2 separate regions of the Sus scrofa genome follow, and region 1 is linked to region 2. The links are chromatin contacts, called in public HiChIP or PLAC-seq maps. All regions are on one chromosome and are shown on one strand. Each heading gives the region's core, a stretch centred on a gene start, on an enhancer-like site or on the middle of the called end of the contact. The rest is flanking DNA. Distances are from core to core; before and after follow the strand shown.

Region 1 (4,977 bases), core at 632-3,131, 46 kb before region 2:
AATGCTGCTCTGACATCTGCCTCCACTGCAATCAGATGGCTGCCAAATGAGCCGCCTCCACCCTTTGCTGATCTCTCAGGGCACAATGCATCTGGGGAGTGGGGATGAGATTGTGAGAGCTAGTTGCAAGGGGTGGAGTATTGGAGGAGGTCATGGAGAGAATACGTCCCCAGGCAACTAGAGGCTCCTCACCTCTGTTTTTGAAAGGTACACTCTGCCTACTGTCCCCATAGTAGGGGCTGTTCGAAGGACAAAACATAGCCTTGAGAGAGTAAAGTGTTGTTGAGACCATCTGGACTGAATAGATGACTAAACCCATTTAAAGACTCTATGCATAACTTTTAAAATTCTGGTAGGTGACAGCAGCCACCTCAAGCTCCCTTGGTCATTATAACTGCCACCTATAATCTGGAGTGGTCTGCCTTTCTTCAGTCTCTCCTTGCCTTTGTGTGCAGAAGCCAGTTTTTTGTTTTTGTTTTTATTTTTAGGGCTGTACCCACCCTTCTAGCATACAGAAAGGCTAGAGGTAGAATCAGAGTGCAGCTGCAGGCCTACACCACAGCCACAGCCACACCAGATCCACGCTGCATCTGTGACCTACGCTGCAGCTTGTGGCAATGTGTATCCTTAACCCACTGAGTGAGGCCAGGGATCGAACCTGCATCCTTACAGACACTAGTCGGCTTCTTAAGCCACTGAGCCACAATGGGGACTAACATAAGCATCTACTGGGTACCCAATACTATGGCAGAACTGAGACAAGAAGTATTAAGAGAAAAAGAAAAGAATATCTTTCTGGATTATCCAGATGAGGGAAACTACAGTGATAATATGTGAGTGATGTCTAAAACAAGGCAGTATGAAATACAGTTTGACCTACTACCTCAGCATGCTATAACAGGAAGGAGTTTAGAGATTATTTCATTACAATCTTTTCTTTTACAAATGAGGAAACACATCTGGAGTACCAGAAGGAGGGTCACAATCCAGATTTCCCAACCCTCTGCAGCTTATGCTACATCACAAGATTAATGAATATTCTGACTAACCAATAAATGGTGGATTGTGGGAGAACTGTAGCCATGAGTAATATCTGTTGGAAGAAAGCCTAGAGACCACCTACTTCAGACTCTTCCTTTTACAGATAAGAAGTCTCAACTCAGGACCTGCTCTGCCTCCACAAGATGACAAAGGAGTCCCCTCACCTTGAAAGACAATCCCTATGTGGATAGCAGCACCACCTCCTGGCTCTACCTTCCTATAATTTAGTTGGCCTTTTATTACAACACCTTAACAATATATGTGAATTTTCTGTTTATTTCTCACAGGCCTGCCCCTGAATACAGAGATGATTTACTTCCCTAGTACCTAGTTACAGAGCCTAGTACTCAATAAGAGCAAAGAAAATGTCTTAAATGATAACCGCCCTGCACCTCCAAGAAAAAGAGACAAGGCCCAAGAACTGGCGGAGAACTCCTAATAGAAGCTACAGACAAGCATGAATTCCCTAGGAGAACATGGGGCTAAAGAGCCACAAACAGCAGTCCCTATACGTGTTCCCCACACCCACTCTTGATACATATCTGTCATTCATTCAGTAAGCACTGAGCACTGCACTCGATATAAACAAATAAGGCACAACCCTTACAGTCACGGACTGATGGGAAAAGCAGCCACGGACAAAGCCGAGTCCACGTGGCGCGGGACGTGAGCTGACAGGTTTGCACCTGTCAATGGGTGCGTCCCTCCCACCCGATCCCCCTGGCCACTTCTCCGAGTGGAACTTACCCGACCTCTTCACCTCCCCCTCCCTGGACCCCACTCTTCTCCCTTTTCTCTCAGGACCTCGAACCCTTCTCACCCCTCCGGGCACTTGGGCTTCAACTCCGTCGCCTGTCACCCGCACCGGAAACACGCCCCAGCTCCTCGTGGTTCCTAGCACCCGCTCGCGCGGAACGCTTCTGCGCATAATCGGCTGCAGGAGAGCCCATTTTGCAGAACACCACTCGCCTACGCTTCCTCCCGACAGTCGGATATCGTTCAAGGGAGCAACTTCCTGAAGTTCAACTTCCGGTACGGCTTCTCCCTATTCTTCTCGCACGCTGCAGCCATCTTTTTTTTCCCTTTAAGATCTGTGACTCACTTCCTTCTTTCGCGAGCAAACTGGCTTCCCGAGAGGTGGCGCTCACACTTTGCGTGAAAACTGAACTAGCGCCTGACCTAGAAGTAGTCAGTGTCCTCGTTTTACATTTGCTCATTCTTTCCAGCCTGTCAAGCAAATTATTTATTGAGTACCTTCTATGTGTCAGATATTGTTTCAGAGTCTGGGGTATAGCAGTAAACTTTCTTGGAACTTCTCGTGGGGTTGGGAATAAAGACAAACAATAAACAAATGAGCAAATTAACATGTAATATATCATAGTATGTAAATATTACTGAGAAAAAGCACAGCGAGGGGGTAGGGTAAAGGAGTACTTTAAATGTTGACTGGTGTGCTCTCTCAGGGGGTGACAGTAGAATAGACCTGCTGAAGTCAGATTACCTGAGAGCCAGTGGACATTAAGTGCTAGAAAATGCAACTGGAGAGCAGCAAGATTATGATGTGGTGGGAAGCCATTGGAGAATTTTGAGCAGGGCATGATATCATCTGATACATTTAAAAAAAAAAATCATTGCCTGCTGCAGGAGGAATGGCTGTGGTAAAGTACAGGATAGAATCAGGAGCCTTTTCAAAAAATGTGCTGGAGCACCTATAGGCAGAAAGAAAGTAAGAAGAAAGGAAGGAAGGAAAGAAAAAACCTCCACCTAAACCTCCCACTTTGAAAGAAAATCACTCCAGAGGGATTATAGATTTGTAAGTGTAAAACTATGTGGATAGGAGTTCCCTTGTAGCACAGCAGGTTAAGGATACAGCATTGTCACTGCAGCAGATTGGGTAGCTGCGGTGGCATGGATTTGATCCCGAGCTCAGAGAACTTCCACATGCCCCGGGTGCAACCCAAAAACCCCCAAAACAAAACAGGTGGCGGCTCAGAGAATTACAAACCTAACTAGTATCCATGAGGATATGGGTTCAATCCCTATCCTGGCTCAGTGGGTTAAGGATCCAGCATTGCCGTGAACTGTGGTGTAGGTGACAGACACAGCTCAGATCTGGCTTGGCCTTGGCTGTGGCTGTGACTGTGGTGTAGGCCAGCAGCTGCAGCTCTGATTCAACCACAAGCGTGGGAACTTACATATGCCGAAGGTGTAGCCCTAAAAAGCAAAAAAACAAAACAAAACAAAAAAACTATGCCTGCCATTTCAGTAAACAAAGAATATGGCCTGTCATCAAGCCATCAGCCACTGCAGCCTCCCCAAAGGTGCACCCTGAAGAGAAAAATAGTATACTGGCCCTAGATAAAGATGCATGTCAAAGGAATAATTTCTTTCTTTCTTCTTCTTTTTTTTTTTTTTTTTTTTTTTTTGGTTAGGGTCACACCTGCAGCATATGGAAGTTCCCAGGCTACGAGTCAAATCAGAGATGCAGCTGCTGGCCTAAGCCACAGCCACAGCAACTTGGGATCCAAGCTGAGTCTGTCTTCAACCTACATGACAGCTCTTGGCAACGTCAGATCCTTAACCCATTAAGTAAGGCCAGGGATCAAAACTGCTTACTCATGGTTTCTAGTCAGGTTCGTTACTGCTGAGCCACAACAGGAAATCCTCAAAGGAATAATTTCAATGAGCATTTTGATTGTTGTTGTGTTCTCAATGCATATGCATCTACGTTTTGAAATTAGCAATAATCTTTTGATGTTCCACTAACATTTTTTTTCAGCCATGCCCAGGGCATGTTGAGGTTCCTAGGCCAGGGATGGAGCCCAAGCCACAGTAGCAACTTGAACTGCTGCAATGATAATGCTGGATCCTTAATCTACTGTGCCGCAAGGGAACTCCACTAACATGTTTTATGGTTTGTTTGTTTGTTTTCTCAGTAAAATCTGAATATCCTGACTTCTCTCTTACTTCTTTGGAACAGTTCCTTAGAGCTATCTGAGAGTCTGTCTCCCAAGCTATAGTCATAGAAAGGTCACCAAATAAAACATAATTCACAACTTTTAGGTTGTACCTTTTTTTTTTTTCAATCAAACTACAAAAAGTTTAGAAAAAGAAAACATGGTGGAAAAAATCTTCAGGTGTTCCTGCTATGGTGCAGTGGGTTAAAGGATCTGGTGTTGCCATGGCTGTGGCTTGGATTAAGTTCCTGGCCCAAGAACTTCCATGTGCCCAAGGTGCGGCCAAAAAAAAAATTCTTCAAGACCAAGGGGTAGGCAAGTTTTTAGACTTGCCACCTAAAGCAAAATCCATAAAAGGAAAACTCTGATAAGTTGGATCTTATCAAAATTAAAATCTTTGGCTCTTCAAAAGACCCCAAGAAGAGGATGAAAAAAAATAAGCTGCAGGGTAGAAGAAAATATTTGCAAACTGCATGTCCAACACAGCCCCAGTATCGAGACTATATAGAGAATTCTTACAACTCAACTGTAAAGAAAAAAAAATCCAAATATAGAATGAGCAAAGAGTTCCCATTGTGGCTTGGTGGTTAACGAACCTGACTAGTATCCATGAGAACTCCGGTTCAATCCCTGGCTTTGCTCAGTGGGGTAAGAATCCAGCGTTGCCATGAGCTGTGGTGTGGGTTGCAGACATGGCTCAGATCCAGAGTTGCAGTCCCTGTGGTGTAGGCTGGTGGCTGGAGCTCTGATTCGACCCCTAACTTGGAAACCTCCATATGCCGTGGGTGCGGCCCTAACAAGCAAAAATTAATTAATTATTAATTAATTTTAAAAAAAGAAAATGAGCAAAAGATAAAAATAGACATTTACTGAAGAGGATACATAGATGGGGAGTTCCCATCATGGTGCATTGTAAATGAATCCAACTGAGAACCTTGAGGTTGTGGGTTCAATCCCTGGCCTTGCTCAGTGGGTTAAG
Region 2 (4,653 bases), core at 1,338-3,837:
GAGATGAGAGTCCCGTAAGGCGTCAGGGATGGCTACTTTAAACCCTTCATCACCCTTCAAGAATTCACAAAAAACAACACTTTTGTTCCTCACCTGCCATTCAACAATTGCTAACCTTCAGAAATGTAGTAAACTGTGACTTCCCAAATGCTTTAGAAACACTATAGACTACATAGAGAGGCGATTTCGGGGTGTGGGAAAGGGAATGAAAGTTTGCCTCATGATGCTTTGTCCATCTCTGGTCGTCTCCCTCTTGGGACACCCCGTTTGGCATACGGCAGGATGGTATAAACCCCTGACTGGACTCTTGGCCCAACTGGACTCAGGAGGGCTGCCTTTTAGCTGTATGAGGTTGCTTAGGAGCTTCAGTGGAACCACGGTGTGGGACTCTGCACTCGATTTGTGTTCAGGACACGTCTCAGGCTTGGATGCTCATTCACACACTCACCCTCCTCTCAGAGGCAAACGAAACTGAATAAAGTAGAAAGTGCAAGCTTGCTGCTGCTTACCTGGTGAGCGATGGTGTACTGGATTGGATCCTGGATGAGCCCCCAAAAGATGATGCTGGAAAGATGTTACCAGAATCTGAGTTGTTTGCAAAGCTGTGGAATGAACTTCGTGAACACAAAGGCAGCAAGCAAAGTCTTTACTGTAATAGGAAAGCAAATAGCTCCCAGGGCTGCTGGGGGTGGGTGGGTGGGGGGAAGAGGCCCTGCTCTCTACTGTCCTATAGGGGTTTTTATCCTTTAAAGATGGGGGTTTCCAACCTGGGGTCCAGAAAAATGTGGTTTTCTCTCATTGGCCTTGCCCAGTTACCTATATCAGTCCTTGTCCAACAGGGGTTTTAGAGGTGGAAATGTCCCATAAGTCTTATAACTTCTTCGCCCTTTTCTTCCCTTAGACTGAGGCACACTTCCTCTCATTTCTTTTCTGTCAATTGAGGAGGGGGTTAGAGATTAAGGTCCATGTGGGTGTAGGTACACTTTTTATAGCAAACAAGGCCTGTGAGGATGTTGCTCTGGAGTCCTTAAACCACAAATGTTAATCAATAGCCATATCAAAGAATGCATCAAAGCTCATGCGCCTATGCTGACTACCTGAGTTAGTATTCTGCCTCAACACGTCGGAACTCCAGGCTTAGTATCTTCATTTTTGTCATTTTGAGTTTATAGCTTGGCCTGTGAGGATGTTGCTCTGGAGTCCTTAAACCACAAATGTTAATCAATAGCCATATCAAAGAATGCATCAAAGCTCATGCGCCTATGCTGACTACTTGAGTTAGTATTCTGCCTCAACACGTCGGAACTCCAGGCTTAGTATCTTCATTTTTGTCATTTTGAGTTTATAGCTTAGCTAACCTCCTTACTGCTTTTGTGAGTCTCCAAGTGGGTCTAAATTTGGGAAACTTTGGAGAACTAGTTTGTGCTTGATGGGGAGAACTTGAACTTTAAATACCAAGTTGAGGGTATTTATGATCCCGAGAGGTAGCTGACTCCAGCGCTAAACCATTCTTTATCCAAGTTCTGCCAGCCCTACCCTATTCTTAGAGTAGAGGCCAGAGAACTTCTGAGTGACCTCCCCTGGAGATAAGGGGTTTTAAGAGTGTCTTCTACATTTGCGGAGGCTAAAAGAAGCACTGGGAAGTGATCCTTAACTCAGCCCTCCAGGGGTTTGGGTGTTGTGTCATTCCCCACACGTGATTCTTTACCAGGTGGTGGAAACCTCAAGTATAACAGGACTTACTCACTTCAGTGACTCCACCTCTTTCCTCTTCCACTCCCCAACCCCCTATTAGCCCGCCCCACCCCACTTCCTCAAGATTAGAGGAAAGGCGGGTGGCTGGAGCCAGGAAATGCCATGCTCCCAAGCTGGCCAGGAGAGGCAGAGAAAATTGTGTACGGGAAAGTGCAAGATGTGGTGTTCCAGTTTTATTCATCTCCAGGATGCCGCGCATGTCTTATGTTTAAGTTTTTCCTTAATCTACTTTTCCCCAAATAATTCTATCCTACTCAAGACCACCTTATCACTGAGGCAGACCTCGTCTCATTTAAGGTTGCTTTCTCTCTCTCTCTCTCTCTCTGTTTTCCACTTCTCTAGGTCGGGACTTCTCAGACATAATTGGTTTGAATCCCAGATTATCCTCCTTCCCGTTCTAGCTGTGTGACCTTGAGTGAACCCTAACTTTTCAGGGCCTACTTTCCTTGTCTGTGAAACGAAGGCCAAACTTCTACAGCACTAAGCCTGCTGTGAAGAACAAACGAGAAAACCCTCTATGAGCTGCAAAAAGTAATAAAATGTTAGCTATGCTAATTCTGGACTGCTAGTCACTCTTCCAGAACCCCTCCCTTTCCTCTGGGATTCGCCCAGCAAACCCCGCCCGGGGCAGCAGTTCTCGCCATCCTCTCTCGCAGACTTTCCCATTGGCGTACCAACGTCGCGCGGCGCCGAGTGTTGACGCCACGCCGCCTCCGCCGGCGCATAGTGACGCATTCGGCCCCGCCCCCGGCCTCGCCCGGCCTCCCGCGGGGCCCCGCCCTACAGGCCGACGCGGCGCGGGTACCGCCCCACGAGTGACGTGTGGCGCGCGCGGCCCGGCCGCCCCGGCAGTTGGTGCAGCGGCGGTTGGGCTGAGTGCGCTCGCCTCACCCCTCCCCTCCTACGGCCCCGGCCCCCACCCCGCCGGGCCCAGCCCCAGCCCTAGCTCCAGCGGCCCGTCCCGTACGGGCCCGAGTCGCTCCTTCAGCCGGTGACGCCCCGGGCAGGCAGGCCGCCCGCCCGCAACCATGGAGCTGGAGGACGGTGTGGTGTACCAGGAGGAGCCCGGTGGTTCCGGGGCCGTGATGTCTGAGAGGGTGTCCGGCCTGGCCGGCTCCATCTACCGCGAGTTCGAGAGGCTCATCGGGCGCTACGACGAGGAGGTGGTCAAGGAGCTGATGCCACTGGTGGTGGCCGTGCTGGAGAACCTGGACTCGGTGTTCGCGCAGGATCAGGAGCACCAGGTGGAGCTGGAGCTGCTGCGGGACGACAACGAGCAGCTTATCACCCAGTACGAGCGAGAGAAGGCGCTGCGCAAGCACGCTGAGGAGGTGAGGGCCGGCCGGCGGGGAGGGCGAGGGCTGGGCCTGAGGGCGGGCCGGGGTCACGGGTCTGTCCCGGGAGGAGAGGAGCGCCGCGCAGGTCTCCTGGGGGCGGGCCTGAGGCCGAGGCCCACCTGACTGAGCCCGGAGGCCGTGAGGTCGCGGAACCACCGGCCGGGTTTGGACCCTGAGGCAGGCTAGTGAGTGTCCAGAAGAGGGTGAGATGGGGGAGGAAGCCAGAGCCTGGCTTGAGGGCACCTCGGGTTGGCTGAGAGAGGAGTTTAGGGTGTCCGCTTGCCTGTTGTTTAGGGAAGTTTCCGACCACCGTGTGAGATAGACGGCGATTCAAACTTTTACCGTGGGCTGGGGAAGGGGGGCATTTAAACACTTCTGTCCTCAGTAACTTCCGCTGATTCCAGTACCTTTCCTGGGGGTTGCTGTTTTGGGAAGTTAGAGATCTCCCTCTTTCGGTCAGTTTCTTATTGACGTTTTAACCCTGTTGAGAAGGAGGGGTTTTTTTTGTTTTGTTTTATGTACCATGGTTGACACTTTGTCAACACTTAGATGTTGTATAGCAATACTCTAAATATAGAGAGTGTGCATTTTTATTTTATTGGTAGCCCACATCAAAGTATTCCTTCCTGTCAGGTGGTAACCTTGGACAGTTCCCTTTAAAAACTGATAAAGAGGATGGGAGCGCGGTGGGAGGCGGGTTGGAGGTGTAGATGACATCTGGCAACCCTTTTCATAGACTGCAGTTTACAGGTGCACTTGGCTGCCTTCTAACTTTTGCGCCTCAGCGGTGTGACCCCGGTGCCCTCATCTTGTGAACCTTTTGGATTTCTGGACTGCCAGTGGTACGAAGACATCTTCGTACCAAGATGTCTTTGACATCTTGAGACAGTTTAAGCATTTTAGTTTTCAGGCTGTGTTGGCGTTATTTCTCTGGAACTTAGTAGTTAATGCAGATGAAGTTAATCATCCTTGTTTCCTGAGCATCTAGCACAACTGGCTAAATACATGGTAATTGAAGGAAGCTAAATAATTATTGAGAGAATGACTTGAAGAAATGAAAGACAACAAAATATTTTCAGAAATATTTGAAAAACTTTAAGGATGTGAGATCTGTTTAGTAGCTAATTTCCTAACACTAAATAGTACAACCATGTAGACTTTTTGTCACATACGCCTTCGTACCAGGTCAGCTAGTTTTTTTCTTTTTTCTTAGGTTTGTATGATGATTTTTAGTTCTGATTTTGTGATCCATTTGTCTCACAGGATTGCCATTGAATTTGCCAAGGAAAATTTGCTTTATTTCAGGAGCATTTCCAAGTATATAGGGAAGAAGGTGTTGAAAAACAATCTAAGGATAGAATCACAATTTCCAGTAATTTATTAGCACTGTTTATGGCAGAGTTCATATACTCCTCATGAAACGACATGCTATATCTTCATGCTCAGACAGGCCCTTGCCAGTGTGTGGATGTACATGGAAAGACAGTGGAATTAACCAAATAAACACACAGGTGAGGAGCAGGCCCAGCATGACCTGTGACCACAGATAAAAGAAATGGAT

What was found. HiChIP or PLAC-seq counts read pairs in DNA pulled down with a chosen protein or histone mark.
Region 1: an H3K27ac HiChIP or PLAC-seq map of alveolar macrophages shows a contact between it and region 2. The contact joins the promoter of NME1 here to the promoter of SPAG9 in region 2. A contact is called at or near these places in 2 of 5 promoter capture datasets (fetal liver and liver), 12 of 47 Hi-C or Micro-C datasets (alveolar macrophages, blood, embryonic fibroblasts and 7 more) and 2 of 2 datasets of contacts at active chromatin or transcription factors (alveolar macrophages and skeletal muscle).

Annotation. Positions count from the first base shown.
Region 1 is chr12:27,413,341-27,418,317 of Sscrofa11.1, reverse strand. It overlaps NME1 (NME/NM23 nucleoside diphosphate kinase 1), which reads right to left and starts at 1,881. Exons shown (of 5, transcript NM_001204759.1): 1 at 1,789-1,881.
Region 2 is chr12:27,368,198-27,372,850 of Sscrofa11.1, reverse strand. It overlaps SPAG9 (C-Jun-amino-terminal kinase-interacting protein 4), which reads left to right and starts at 2,587. Exons shown (of 34, transcript XM_021067194.1): 1 at 2,587-3,086. The coding sequence starts at 2,784. It overlaps LOC106505444 (a long non-coding RNA gene), which reads right to left and starts at 687. Exons shown (of 2, transcript XR_001299881.2): 1 at 510-687.